Regions from separate parts of the Zea mays genome. Here regions 1 and 3 are each linked to region 2. Evidence: chromatin contacts called from public Hi-C data. All regions are on one chromosome and are shown on one strand. The core of a region is the stretch at or near the end of the contact, and the rest is flanking DNA. Distances in the headings are between cores, read along the strand shown.

Evidence for each region. Hi-C and Micro-C count contacts between places; a contact is called where the count stands out from the background.
Region 1: a contact with region 2 is called in a Hi-C map of ear, with 3 times the contacts expected there. The contact joins the promoter of LOC542347 here to the promoter of LOC100381399 in region 2. A contact is called at or near these places in 11 of 25 Hi-C or Micro-C datasets (bundle sheath, ear, endosperm and 4 more).
Region 3: a Hi-C map of ear shows a contact between it and region 2, with 4 times the contacts expected there. The contact joins the promoter of LOC100191852 here to the promoter of LOC100381399 in region 2. A contact is called at or near these places in 3 of 25 Hi-C or Micro-C datasets (ear, leaf and tassel).

Annotation. Positions count from the first base shown.
Region 1 is chr3:58,606,472-58,610,663 of Zm-B73-REFERENCE-NAM-5.0, reverse strand. LOC542347 (thylakoid assembly 1) reads left to right here and starts at 2,698. Exons shown (of 20, transcript XR_002268001.3): 1 at 2,698-3,339; 2 at 3,897-4,176.
Region 2 is chr3:58,828,483-58,832,455 of Zm-B73-REFERENCE-NAM-5.0, reverse strand. It overlaps LOC100381399 (Suppressor of mec-8 and unc-52 protein homolog 1), which reads left to right and starts at 1,789. Exons shown (of 15, transcript NM_001174240.1): 1 at 1,789-1,809; 2 at 2,094-2,457; 3 at 2,558-2,606; 4 at 2,868-2,951; 5 at 3,050-3,153. The coding sequence starts at 2,317.
Region 3 is chr3:59,003,186-59,007,689 of Zm-B73-REFERENCE-NAM-5.0, reverse strand. It overlaps LOC100191852, which reads right to left and starts at 2,932. Exons shown (of 8, transcript NM_001137276.1): 1 at 2,662-2,932; 2 at 1,280-1,976; 3 at 1,075-1,179; 4 at 879-1,001; 5 at 407-577; 6 at 198-327. The coding sequence starts at 1,953.

The sequences.
Region 1 (4,192 bases), core at 1,449-3,948, 220 kb after region 2:
TAGACAGAACTGGCATAAACTAAAATGGATTATCCACAACTAAAAAACAAGGAACCAAATGAAAAAAGTAGAAGAATAATTACATAATAGATCAACATAATGACATCTAACGGTTAGAGTTAGGAAATTATGGTTTTGACCATTGTCCTTTGGATAGTAGCTACAAATCCGTGGAATCACCGCACAAGTTGGTATTGATAAACTGGCGGTAGACAGAACTGGCATAAACTATGTCACTCCAGTGGATTATCCATAACTAAAAAGAAACGTACAAGCAAGGGAATACGATGAAGCATCATGCATGCTTATGCACATCAGCAGATGCTATATGCTATTAAAGACACATCGATACAAACCAGAGATGCATAGTACTTATCAACGATGGCTTGTATTAACAGAAAATACAAAGAACCTCTAGATTAGTAAATAACACCAAAGCACGACCCAACTAACTGACCATATGAGAAGGACAACCAGTAATATCATAAATGCAGTATCATCAATTGTAATTCAACCAGTAATGTATATTTTATATAGATTTAAGTATGAACGTGAAAAAATGTAATTCAAGCATAGCCAAGCAAAAGTGCAAAACCATGCACCATACATGATCAAAGGTCAATCAACAGTTATGATAACATCACGCTGTTTTACCATTATGACCTAGCACCACCTATATTCTCCTCAAATGAAACAAAAGTGAAGCTTGGACTTTGACAATGATTATTGATGGTACAACTACTATACTCAGTTAGCTCTTTTTAAAAAATATTATGCATAGGCAGCACACAACACAGTGAGAATATATATATATATATATATATATATATATATATATATATATATATATATATATATATATATATATATGCACTTTAGAAAAAGGCTAGCAAGCTCTATAGAACATGACTGCTGAAATAATGGCTAGCTGTGCAGGGAATGGCCAAACATCATATAAAAAACTAACCATAGAAATCTGAGACCAAATAAAACCTAACTGAAATGAAAAAATCACTTAACAATGTATGTGGCTCGGTTAGAGATTTGGAGAGGAGAAATCCAGGATCCAGGAAACAAGCGAGGCTGCGAGGAGCGAGACCACGACACTGCAGACCTTAAAACTTCAAAAGCTCGCTTCCATCTCCAAGAAGCTTGCAAGGCAAAAGACATTTCAGAAGCGAGCTGCATTAGCAGACTAAAACAGAGCAATAGCAACAACTAGCAGATGGGAAGGGAACAAAATAGCAAGAGATGGAACATGTTCACTACCCCGAGGATCAGCTCGTACTCCCGCGCCAGCCTCCTGCGCCCGGCGTGTGGCTATCTCCCTTCGCGCGGCGACCATGGGCGACCCGGCCGGCACCCGTAAACCACTAATGCCATTGCCTTCCCCTTTTCCCGCTAGCCGTAATGTGGAGGTCGTGACATCGAACGCCCCCGCTGCGTGCGCCACTGGAAGGGCAGGAGCAGGGCCAGCGACTAGAGCATGGCGAGGAGCTGGCGTAGCACGAGTAGTGCCATCTTTGCAATCGCTGCCTCTGCCTCCTATCCCTTCGTCTCCCAATTGGGATGAACATGTTCCAATTGGGATGAGGACCGAACTGTGTGTGCGCGGGGATGGCGCACCCAATTGGGATGAGGACCGGACTGCGGACTTCCGGCCGGGTGGGTGGGGGTGGGGATCTAGAAGCTTGGAGAGATTGGCTGGTCGTATGGAGTTGGAAGCTTAACAGCAGCGTTGGTCGGGGGGCGGGGGCATCGCGGAATGGAGAGGCTAGCTAGGAGACAGTTGGTGTGTGATCTAACGACTGAAAAAATAAAAGGACGACGTGGACCGGCTTGGAGGCCGCGTTTCGAACCGGCTTTCATATAACGCCCCGTTTGGATCATTGGAATTGAATTCTATTCTAATAATAGTAATTTAGGCATATATGAATAAAGATAATTCGATTTTATACAAAATATATTTGTATACTATTATTAGCAAGATGTCAGAGATATTTATGTGCTACATTTTTACTATAGAGGAGTGAGACGAAGAGTGTCATGTAAGTCAGAGTAGAAACAAATTCTACTAATGCATAAAATCATTTCCCATCCTCCACCCCATGAATTTGAGATGGACTTATATATGAACTTTGAAAAGTGGTGGAATGTCAAATTCCAAACTAAATAAGTTACTTTATTGAGTGAATTCCAATTCCTCTAAAATGAAGGCATCCAAACGCCCCGTTAGAGAAATGCTACACCAATTCCATTCTGTTTATGAACAGGTGCTACAGCTGAAAGAAGATCATTGTTTTTTCCTTACGGGGCGTTTGGATCACTTCATTTTAGAGGAATTGTAATTTACTCAATAAAATAACTTATTTAGTTTGGAATTTGATATTCCACCACTTTCCAAAGTTCAAATATTAGTCTATCTCAAATTCATGGGATGGGGGATGAGAAATAATTTTATACAGTAGTAGAATTTGTTTCTACTCTGTAACTTACGTGACATTCTTCGTCTCACTCCTCTATAGTAAAAATATAACATATAAATATCTCCGACATCTTGCTAATAATAATATACAAATATATTTTGTATAAAACTGAATTAACTTAATTGATATATGTCTAAATTACTATTATTAGAATGAAATTCAATTTCAAACGGGGCGTTATTGAAATGAGGGGCAATTTTGAAATGAGCCTATAGTACGCTAGTGGATGCCCGGCTCTGCCTGGTGCGGCCAAGATACATTTGGGCTTAAACTGAATATGGGTTCGGTCGTCGGCCCACCTAGTTCCTTATCCGTCGTCTCCTACGCCTCCATCCACACTCCACAGCCACGCCACAGTCGTTGCCCACCACCCAGAGCACGCGGCGGCTTGTCGCCGTGCGCGCCGCCACCATCACCACACGAGGCGCCGGAGAAAGACATCAAGCGCACGCCCATGGCCATGACTCCTCACGCCTCGGCGGCCACCGTAGCCGTTACCCCTGCGTTGCGCTTTCCCCACACTTTGTCTGCCACGGGCCTCTCCTCACCGCCTCTGGCTGGGGGCTGCGGCGGCTGCCGGGTTCGGTTCCGGCCCAGCCAGCGCGGCCGAGGCACGCAGGGGCGGCGAGGTGGCTCTCACGTGTCGCGCGTGGGGGGCCTGCTGGGCACCGTATTCGGCGGGGGCGGCCGCGACGACGGGGAGGCCACGCGGAAGAAGTACGCAGACACCGTGGCGCGTATCAACTCCATGGAGCTCGAGGTCTCCGCGCTCTCAGACGCTGATTTGCGTGCACGCACCGCTGCGCTCCAGGACCGTGCTCGCTCCGGGGAATCCCTGGATTCCCTTCTCCCCGTACGTACCCAAATATATAACGGGCACTCGTATCCTTTCACTACAGTGTGTCGAATCTAAAATGATTAAATGAACTTTATTAGTGACTACACTAAAATGTTACAGTCTGTGATCATGAGAATGGCGTTTTCAGGAAGAACTAGGAAAACCATAGCCTTCATTTTAATTTGATTCTCTGAGTGACTACAGTATATTAGTATCTAAACAACTTCATCTTCAATTTACTCTCGTATCAGATTGCAGATAATAGAAACAAGGCTGCAAACATTTCGTTTTGCATCTGGATAATGCTTAACATGTATAATTTTGGAGCTTCATCTGAGACTAATCAATTCACTGTCCAGAGTGTATGTACAATTAGTGAACCAACCAAGAACTGAATTCTCTCATCAAAGTTATGAAAGAAATCTATGATGTACCAAGGCACAAACAAATAGACTAACTCATTGTTCCTTTTCATTAGCCACTTTAAGATGATCTAAGATATGTTAAATCATGACTCCTGTAGAATGACATCTCAATTTTTCATGGTGGAATCTGTGTCATCATTTGTGCAGGAAGCATTTGCTGTTGTGAGGGAGGCTTCCAAGAGAGTTCTAGGCCTCCGGCCCTTTGATGTGCAGTTGATTGGTGGTATGGTTCTGCACAAGGGGGAGATTGCTGAAATGAAGACCGGAGAGGGGAAGACTCTTGTGGCCATTCTGCCAGCATACTTAAATGCTTTGAGTGGGAAAGGAGTGCATGTTGTCACTGTAAATGATTATCTCGCAAGACGTGATTGTGAGTGGGTTGGTCAAGTCCCCCGATTTCTAGGACTGCAGGTTGGCTTAATTCAACGTATGTCATCACATCA
Region 2 (3,973 bases), core at 540-3,039:
GCAGTGTGTCTAAGTCGAGCCATCTACAAAAGACATCGCAAGCAAAAGGGTGAGAACAGAATTAATATGACCAGCAAATAATGAATCATAAGTAAATGAAGGATTAGAATAAAACATGATTTTCAGCAAGGTATAATATATAGTAGAACATAGGTTTGGTCGGTAGGACCAACTTTTGAAGGGATATCAAAGTCAAGGCAGAGACAGAGGTCTATAGTCCTTAGAACGACCATTCTACTCTAGGTTAGCGGTCCTACAGTCAGCACGGTTCTGATACCACTTATGTCACACCCGGTTTGCCTTCTAAAACCGTGTGTGACAATCAGGTAAGTAATCAGTTGTCAATAAGGCTTATCATATGTTGCAAAATTTATGTGGATGGTAAGATGTAACTTGTGGTGCAATATACTACCCACTCACTAATACTATCTGCCCTCCCCCTTAACCCTCATTGTTCAGGCTTTCACTTTAGTGAAAGGTGAGTGCACCAACCATATATAGTAGAACGATGTATTTAGTGCTGCTATTGTTTATTTCTTTATTCACAAAACCATCAAGCTAGCTTGTGCTCCCAGTTTCTATCATTTGTTCTTATTCATGTAGTCTTGTCAAGATACTTCTGGTGATATTACTTATGAGGGGAGGTCATGTCTGCAGATCTCAAGATCTATCGGAGATGTATATCTAAAGAAACCAGAGTATAACAGAGAACCTCTTCACAGATGGTTCTCCAAACTTCCCTTGGGCATAAATTCATACACCAGAAGCCGGTTGTCACCATCTAAACTTCCATTGGCCGAATCCTTTCATTAGTTCATCACAAAATTCTACCATCGACGCCCAATCAGTGGAACCCTACAACATGTAGAGAGAAAGGAAGCAACTACCTGGTGTGGTAGTAGAGCTGGGAGTCGACATCCCACACGAGATCCCGTGCTGCCGATGGTAGGAGGGCACCGAGCCGCCGTGGTCTTCCTCCCCATGCTGTCGCCGACCTCACCGCCAGTGCCGCCGCCGGAGGCCGAAGCGAAGAACGCCCTCGTGGCCACCGCCAGCCTCTCCATCACCACTGTTGCCTTCTCATCGGTGGATTCAGCCTTCTCATCGGCGGATTCGGCCTCGACCCCTCCGAGTTGTTGCCGGAGGGGTCGGGAGTGCGCTGGATGTGCGAGCGCATCGCTCGTGGTGGTGACGGGGAAGTGGGGGAATCGCGGGCCGGGGCGGCGGCGCGCGGGCAGCGGGGGTGGAGCGTGGAGGGACGCGGAGGGAGCGCTAGATTTGAGGATGGAGCCGCGGGATTCGAGGATCGAGCACGGAGGACGGATGGAGTGCGGAGGGAGCGCGACGGCAGAACCGTGCACCATCCTCAAATGTGGACGCCTATGATATAGACATAAGGAGTAGTAGAGATAACGGCCAGATGCTGAAAAGGAGGTGAAACAAATAGGGTAAGTCTGTTGATGTGAGACCCACGGACCGCTAAACTAAAACAAGTCGGCCACTAGGCTTGGCAGCCCATTTATCACCAAATGGAATGAGCCCAAATAGAAAAGCAAACCACAAAAACTGTGCTCGGCCCAAATGGGACCCATAAGGCTCGCGCATCGATCGATGCATCTAGCGGCCCTTCTTTCCGTGGCCCAATTACCGAAGCCCATCGCACCCAAAATCACCAGAGCGCCTCTCCTCTCCCTCTCCAGCAGCCGCTCCCGACTTTTACCTTCCTACCTGGTGCTGTAGCATCCGCCGCCTCCCGCAGAACCCGAAGATGGCGTCGTCGGCGTCGACCCTCGAAATCGAGGCCCGCGAGTACGTACAAACCCCTTTCACGCCTTTAAAGGCCTCCTTTGTACTAGCGAAACCACGAGAGAAGAAACACGGCGAATCCCTAAACCCTACTAGGGTGCTTCAGCTTGGTTCTTGAATCCGTCTGTCCGCGGCCGATAACTACCTTTCAGCGTCGCAATAAATCGATAGATTTTTGGGATTTCCACATCTTATTGAATCTATCCGAGAACCGCCTGACTTGCAGTAGCATTAGTGTCTTAAGGTCGACAAAGGATTTGAGCGCGATGTTTTTTTTTTGTGCGCAGCGTGGTTAAGATAGTGCTGCAGTTCTGCAAGGAGAATTCGCTGCAGCAGACGTTCCAGACGCTGCAAAACGAGTGCCAGGTCTCCCTCAACACTGTTGACAGCATCGACACCTTCATTGCCGACATCAATGCCGGGCGTTGGGATGCTGTGCTTCCCCAGGTCGCACAGCTCAAGCTGCCACGCAAGAAGCTCGAGGACCTCTATGAGCAGATTGTGTTGGAGATGGCTGAGCTCCGTGAGCTTGACACGGCCCGTGCCATCCTCCGTCAGACGCAGGTCATGGGTGTTATGAAGCAGGAGCAGCCTGAGCGGTACCTCCGCCTTGAGCACCTCCTTGTCCGCACATACTTTGACCCCAATGAGGTTGGCAAGTTTATCTTGCTATGTTATTCTTGTTATGTTGTTTATATTACTCCCTGAGCTATATTAATGTTGAAGTACTGGAATATCATTCTGCCAACAGGCCTACCAAGAATCCACCAAGGAGAAGCGGCGAGCACTGATTGCTCAAGGTGAGCTTGCTGAATGTCTTATTTGTTGACGCTGTGTTTTTTATTTGTTCAGAGTTTGGAGCCGATGTTCATAATGTACCATAATTATTTCAGCACTTATAAGCAAATTTCGAGAGTTGGAAGTTAGGGATTCCTTATTAATATCTAGATGACTTAAATAATTTGGTCCTACTTTTATTCAGTTTTATCTACCCTGGGAATTTTGTTCTTTGCAATCCTAATTTTTAACTACTAGTTGTTCCTCTGCTATGCCAATTTCAGCTGTTGCTTCAGAAGTCTCAGTAGTACCGCCATCTCGTCTTATGGCACTGATTGGTCAGGCTTTGAAGTGGCAACAGCACCAAGGTATTCTCTTTGCTGCACACTATTAAAAGGATGCTACCATGTATATGTTAATTGTTATGAAATAGTCATGAGATTTTCAATCTTTTCCTATTGCGTAGGATTGTTGCCTCCTGGCACACAGTTTGATTTATTTAGAGGAACTGCTGCAATGAAGCAGGATGAAGAAGAAACATACCCTACTTCCTTATCTCATCAAATAAAGGTGATTTAGCTTCTGATAGTATTTACTTTTCCTCTTATATTTCCTCTTTTTTACTTGATAGCAAGAAGTAATTAATATGAACTTTAGAAAAATGAAAAGCTAAATTGCTGAGTTAGTGTATTTAGTATCTAGCAGCTCCAAAGAGTAAAGGCGCAATCTTAGTAACGCAAAAAAGAAGATACTGGAAAGGATTAGACTAATCGGGTGGCATTAATATGTGATGATATCTACACATTTGAACTTGGGCATAATAGAAGTAAGAACACTGAACATCTGTTACATTTGCTTGTGATTTGTTATCATCAAGATTATTGGAAACCCTAACCCTAGGATGGGTTGGGTATAGTGTATTAATAGAACACATGACTGGGCCAGGCCCATTACAGGGGACAGGTAGCTAACACCCCCTGCAGTCACAACTCTATCCAGTACAGATGTTGAGACTGGATCGAAAGTCTAGAAATACACTCGACGGTAACCCCTGGGTGAAGATGTCGGCGAACTGCAGGGTGGTGGGGACGCTGAGAACCCAAACGTCGTCGGCAGCCACACGCTCGCGGACGAAGTGCAGGTCGATCTCCACATGCTTGGTGTGCTGGTGCTGCACGATATTGGTGGAGAGGTAGACGGCGCTGACGTTGTCACAGTAGACGAGGGTGGCACGCTGAAGGGGGCTGTGGAGCTCGTGGAGAAGCTGGCGCATCCAGGAGGCCTCGACCATACCGTTGGTCACAGCGCGATACTCGGCCTCTACACTGGAGCGGGAGACGACGGGCTGTCGCTTGGCGGCCCAGGAGACGAGGTTGGCGCCCAGGAACAC
Region 3 (4,504 bases), core at 1,683-4,182, 170 kb before region 2:
ATAACTGGATGTACAGAGCAATTTCTTAGCCAACATGAAGCATTCCAGTGCCAACAGAAACAGAACAGAACTTTTGAGTCACTCAATTTGGTGAGATGTCTGTTATTGCTTCAAACCTAAACATATCTAACTACACAAGCAAGGTCTATCATGTAGGTTAGCACTAAAGCAAAGAATATTGACCAATTTATCAATACCTCGTTTGGTGGGCGTCCATAGTCAACAGGATCCCTTCCGGTAATTGCTTCAAGGAGAACGACTCCAAAGCTGTAAATGTCACTCTTTTCGTTCAAGAGTCCAGTATTTGCATACTCTGGTGCCACATACCTGCAGAGTGAATCAGACCATCATAACCCTGTACTAATATAACTTCATGGAAACCTTGGTCACAAATAGCGGAACATACCCAAAGGTACCCATAACTCTAGTGGTGACATGACTCTTTCCAGCGCCAAGAAGCTTGGCTAAACCGAAATCTGATACTTTGGACTCGAACTCATCATCAATCAAAATATTGCTGGATTTGATGTCACGGTGCACAACTTTGGGTTCAATCGCCTCATGCAAGTAAGCAAGCCTGTGGACAAATATAAAAAACTCTTGTTTTCATTTCAAATCATTCACACATGACAAAACTGAAAGGAGAAAACATATTATGCAAGTGTAGCAACAATTAAGGCAATGCAAATAGTAATTAGAAGTTTTTAGCTTAACATCAGATACACTTGCTTACTTTGAATTGAGGGGTGCTATGGTAGGATTATTCCCGTGTAGAAAGATAATTAGCTTTAGAATTTTTATAGCATTCATATCCTAAGGTGAGCTGGAAAATAATGCAGACAATGGTAATAAAAAGTTAAAGTGTATTTTGCACTGACGCTTTAGCAGTCCCAAGAAGAATCTTTATGCGGGCCTCCCATGTAAGAGAGCCATGTTGACTCATAGCTCCATGAAGCCATTGTTCTAGGTTTCCATTGTTCACATACTCATAGACAAGCATCCTGAAAAATTCATTTCAAGTTAGATATGATGTCAGAAAAATGATATGCTTATTGCAACTGTAATAGGAACTACCTTTGGGTACCCTCCACGCAATAACCAAGAAGCCGGACCAAGTTCTTGTGTCGAACATGACCAATAGCCTCAACTTCTACTCTAAATTCCTTCTCAGCTTGACCTCTACAGATTCACAAAACATCAATTGGAGAAACTAAATGCAACATTGGTAAGGAAGACAAGCAGGTAAATAACGAGCTGAGATTAGATAAGGAAGGCTTACAGGTTATTGAGAAGCTTTTTGACAGCAACAGGGGAGCCATTGATTAGCTGCCCGCGATAAACTACACCGTATCCACCCTCACCAATAATGTTGTCCTTTGAAAAGCGATTGGTAGCAAGCTCCAGATCCCTCAGCGTAAACCAGTGACCCCAACCAAGGTATGAAAACTCGGGCAGGCCAACCAGAGGTGAAGGAGCAACTATGGCATTAGCTGAAGTCTGCCGAAACGTTCCAGAGCCACCTTCCTCAGCTGACTGGAATCCTGCATCCTTGTCCATGTAGCGAAATGACCCCGAATGGCTCTCATCACCACGCTTCGATTTGCTAACACCCAAATGGGCCATGACCTTGTCCGAATCCCGGTCGCTGGTCTTGTCCTGGAACGTGAGGAGGACGCCATCATGCGCCACAAAGTCGCTGGCCGGCACTTGCTCCACCCTCACCTCCTTGATTTCCTTGGAAATTGCAGGGATTTGGGTGATTGGGATATTTGCGGATGCCCGCCGCCTTACCCTCTTCTTGCTCCTGAGCGTGAGCCACACGGTGGCAAACAAGACGAGCACCATGAAAGCTCCCAAGGCAATGCATATGACCTCCCATACTTTGAGATGCAAGGGGCCTGTAGGCGTGGAGAGATGGTCCTTCAGAGTAGGGGAGGGCATCGGTGACGACATGGCGGGATGCCAGCTTCTTGCTCCTACAGACCAAAGGAAAAAAAATTAAGAAAACACAGACGAGCGAGTTAGCTGCCCATGCAGCCCGAGAAATGACATCACACAATGCAGGAAATACCGCCGATGGGCATACAGCAGCTCTCCACGCAGCAAAATGCAAATGCATGAATCTGGATCCACGGAACATGCGCAAAGGAAAGGACAGCTTCCTGGACTAAATGGGAGCAGTTAAGACGGGCAGTACACGGGAGTACATTATCTTGGGCTGGAAGGGAAGCAAGAATAGTAGCTGTCCTCCAATCAAGACTAGGTAATAAATTCCAGCGATGGCGATCTCGGTACGGGTCGTGTACAGGTACACGCAAGGATCAACAGCTAGCACATTTAGCTTCCATCGTGTGGGTCTGCGGCTGTGGCGGCTGTGGGAAATAACCCATCAGGATTTTTTTTTATTTTTTTAGCAACCTCAATTTGGTCCCAAGAGCCCGAATTGCATGATCCTGAACGCTGCGGAACAAGCAGAAGAAGCTAATCTCACACCATGGATGGAGTCCGCGCTACAGGTAAATCCGGAGCAAACAGAATGGGCAGAGAGATAGAGGAAGGGAACCAAGGACAATTTGGATCTGACTGAGAACAAGAACAGCTCAGAGGCATGGAATAAGAATAAATAACCCACCAAGGTTCCAGTTAGGAAGGCCAACTCACCGGCAGAACGAGGAAGCAGCCGACGCCCGAGCGGCCGGATCTCCGCTCCACCGGACCGCGAGAGGCCGGAGGATCCAGCGGAGAGAGATAGAGATGGGCCTCCCGGCAGCGGCCTCCTGCGCGTGCGCTGTGCGGAGGAGGGAGACGGAGAAAGAGAAAGGGAGCGAGATATTGGTTGCGCTTGGTGGCCGGATCGGAGCGGTAGGTGAGTAGTATCTGTGGAGTATTTCCGCGCTTGCTTCCCTTTTTCCTCGAAAGAAATCGCAAATGGCGATGGCACAAAACGCAGCAGGGGGCGAGGGCGAGCAGAAGCAGCAGGAGCAGGTGTTGGTGCCGGGCGGGCTGGGCTGTGCTCCTGCCTGCCTGCCTGTTGCCTGCCGCTGCTCCTTTTCTCTTCGTTTTGCTTGTTTTCGCAGCGGCGCGGCGCTTAATAAATTTTATATAAAAAAAACGCTAAAAAGGTGGTGGATTAGTGGGGGTATTAAACTTAAAACAGGCAGGTGGCGGATTAGCGACCTTTCATGTGACGTGGAGTTTCGGGGTCGGTGAGGGGGACAGCGAAATGCATGCCGCACTGAGGCTATCCGCAACCGTTACCTCTAAATTTTTCCTCCTATATCACTTTTTCCCCCTATTTTCTCCCCTATTTTTTCATCTCCCGCAGCGGTTCCCCCTAAATACTCCGCATGCAAGGGGAGGGGGCTGCGTAGGGGTTGCGCTGCGGTTAGTCTGAGGCTGAACTGAATGAACACCTCAGCGGCAGTGACATGGCATGTGACTGTCTTTTCACGCCTCCTTACGATTCACTTGCTGCTGTCCACGTACGAATCTGCTCAAGTGAAAACATGAGCAATTGCATGTCATGAATCTTGCCAGAAGAGTCCTCGTCTCCACTTTAGGCCTGTTATTATAATAGCATATGGTTTGTAGAATATTAGAATGGATTGAGATAGATTTTTAACTTACTATAGATTTAAACTAACTCAATATCATTTAATCCATATAGATTAATAATGAAACGAACATGCTCTTAGTGGAACATTTTTTTCTTATTATATGTAAGCTCCTTTCAGGCCTTGTTTTCTGTTCAATATTGCTCAAGCAGAACCCAATGCCGATTGTATGAACATCCCGTCTGGCTAAATATAAAGCTCTCTTTTTACTCTCGAAAAAAAGAATTTGCTCAAACAGAATTGTCTAAATCTTCTTTATTTCCATTCATTCATGAATCATTTAATAACATAATTTCTAAGCATTTCGACCCACTACACAGTTCATAATACGATGTTCTCTACAATCATATTGAACTGTGCAAATTTCATAAAATTACAATTATGAAAAGAATATAGCAAGGACTACCAAATCAACTGCTATTGGAGCCTAATTTTGAGACAGGAAATTTATAACATTCTGCTTCCCATATGAGTATGCGACTTATTCTATTTGATATATTTTACGCTCAAAGCTGTAACCGTAGTTTTTTTGTATCGTAGTTTTTAGAGAATTTAGGTTTGACCCACATAATAATTCATATAAATCCTAAATGCCCAGCCACACATGTATGGTATGGTGGGAATTTTAGTACCACCTTGTTAGCTTTTGTCTCTACCTAGTTGAAGCCATTGAGAAGACACCTAGTTGAAGCAATTGAGAAGAGAAAAACAGAGGACTCATGCGCGCGCTCGCCAGGCGGGGCAATTGGCACGGGCAAACGACATGCGCGTGAATGGTCCGACGATTTTTCGCTTCCAACCTTGCGAGTGTGCGACTTTCTTTTGCTACTTGATATTTTGCTTGCATGAAGAAAATTGCGCTGGCCTGTTTTGGTAAACAATTATTCTCG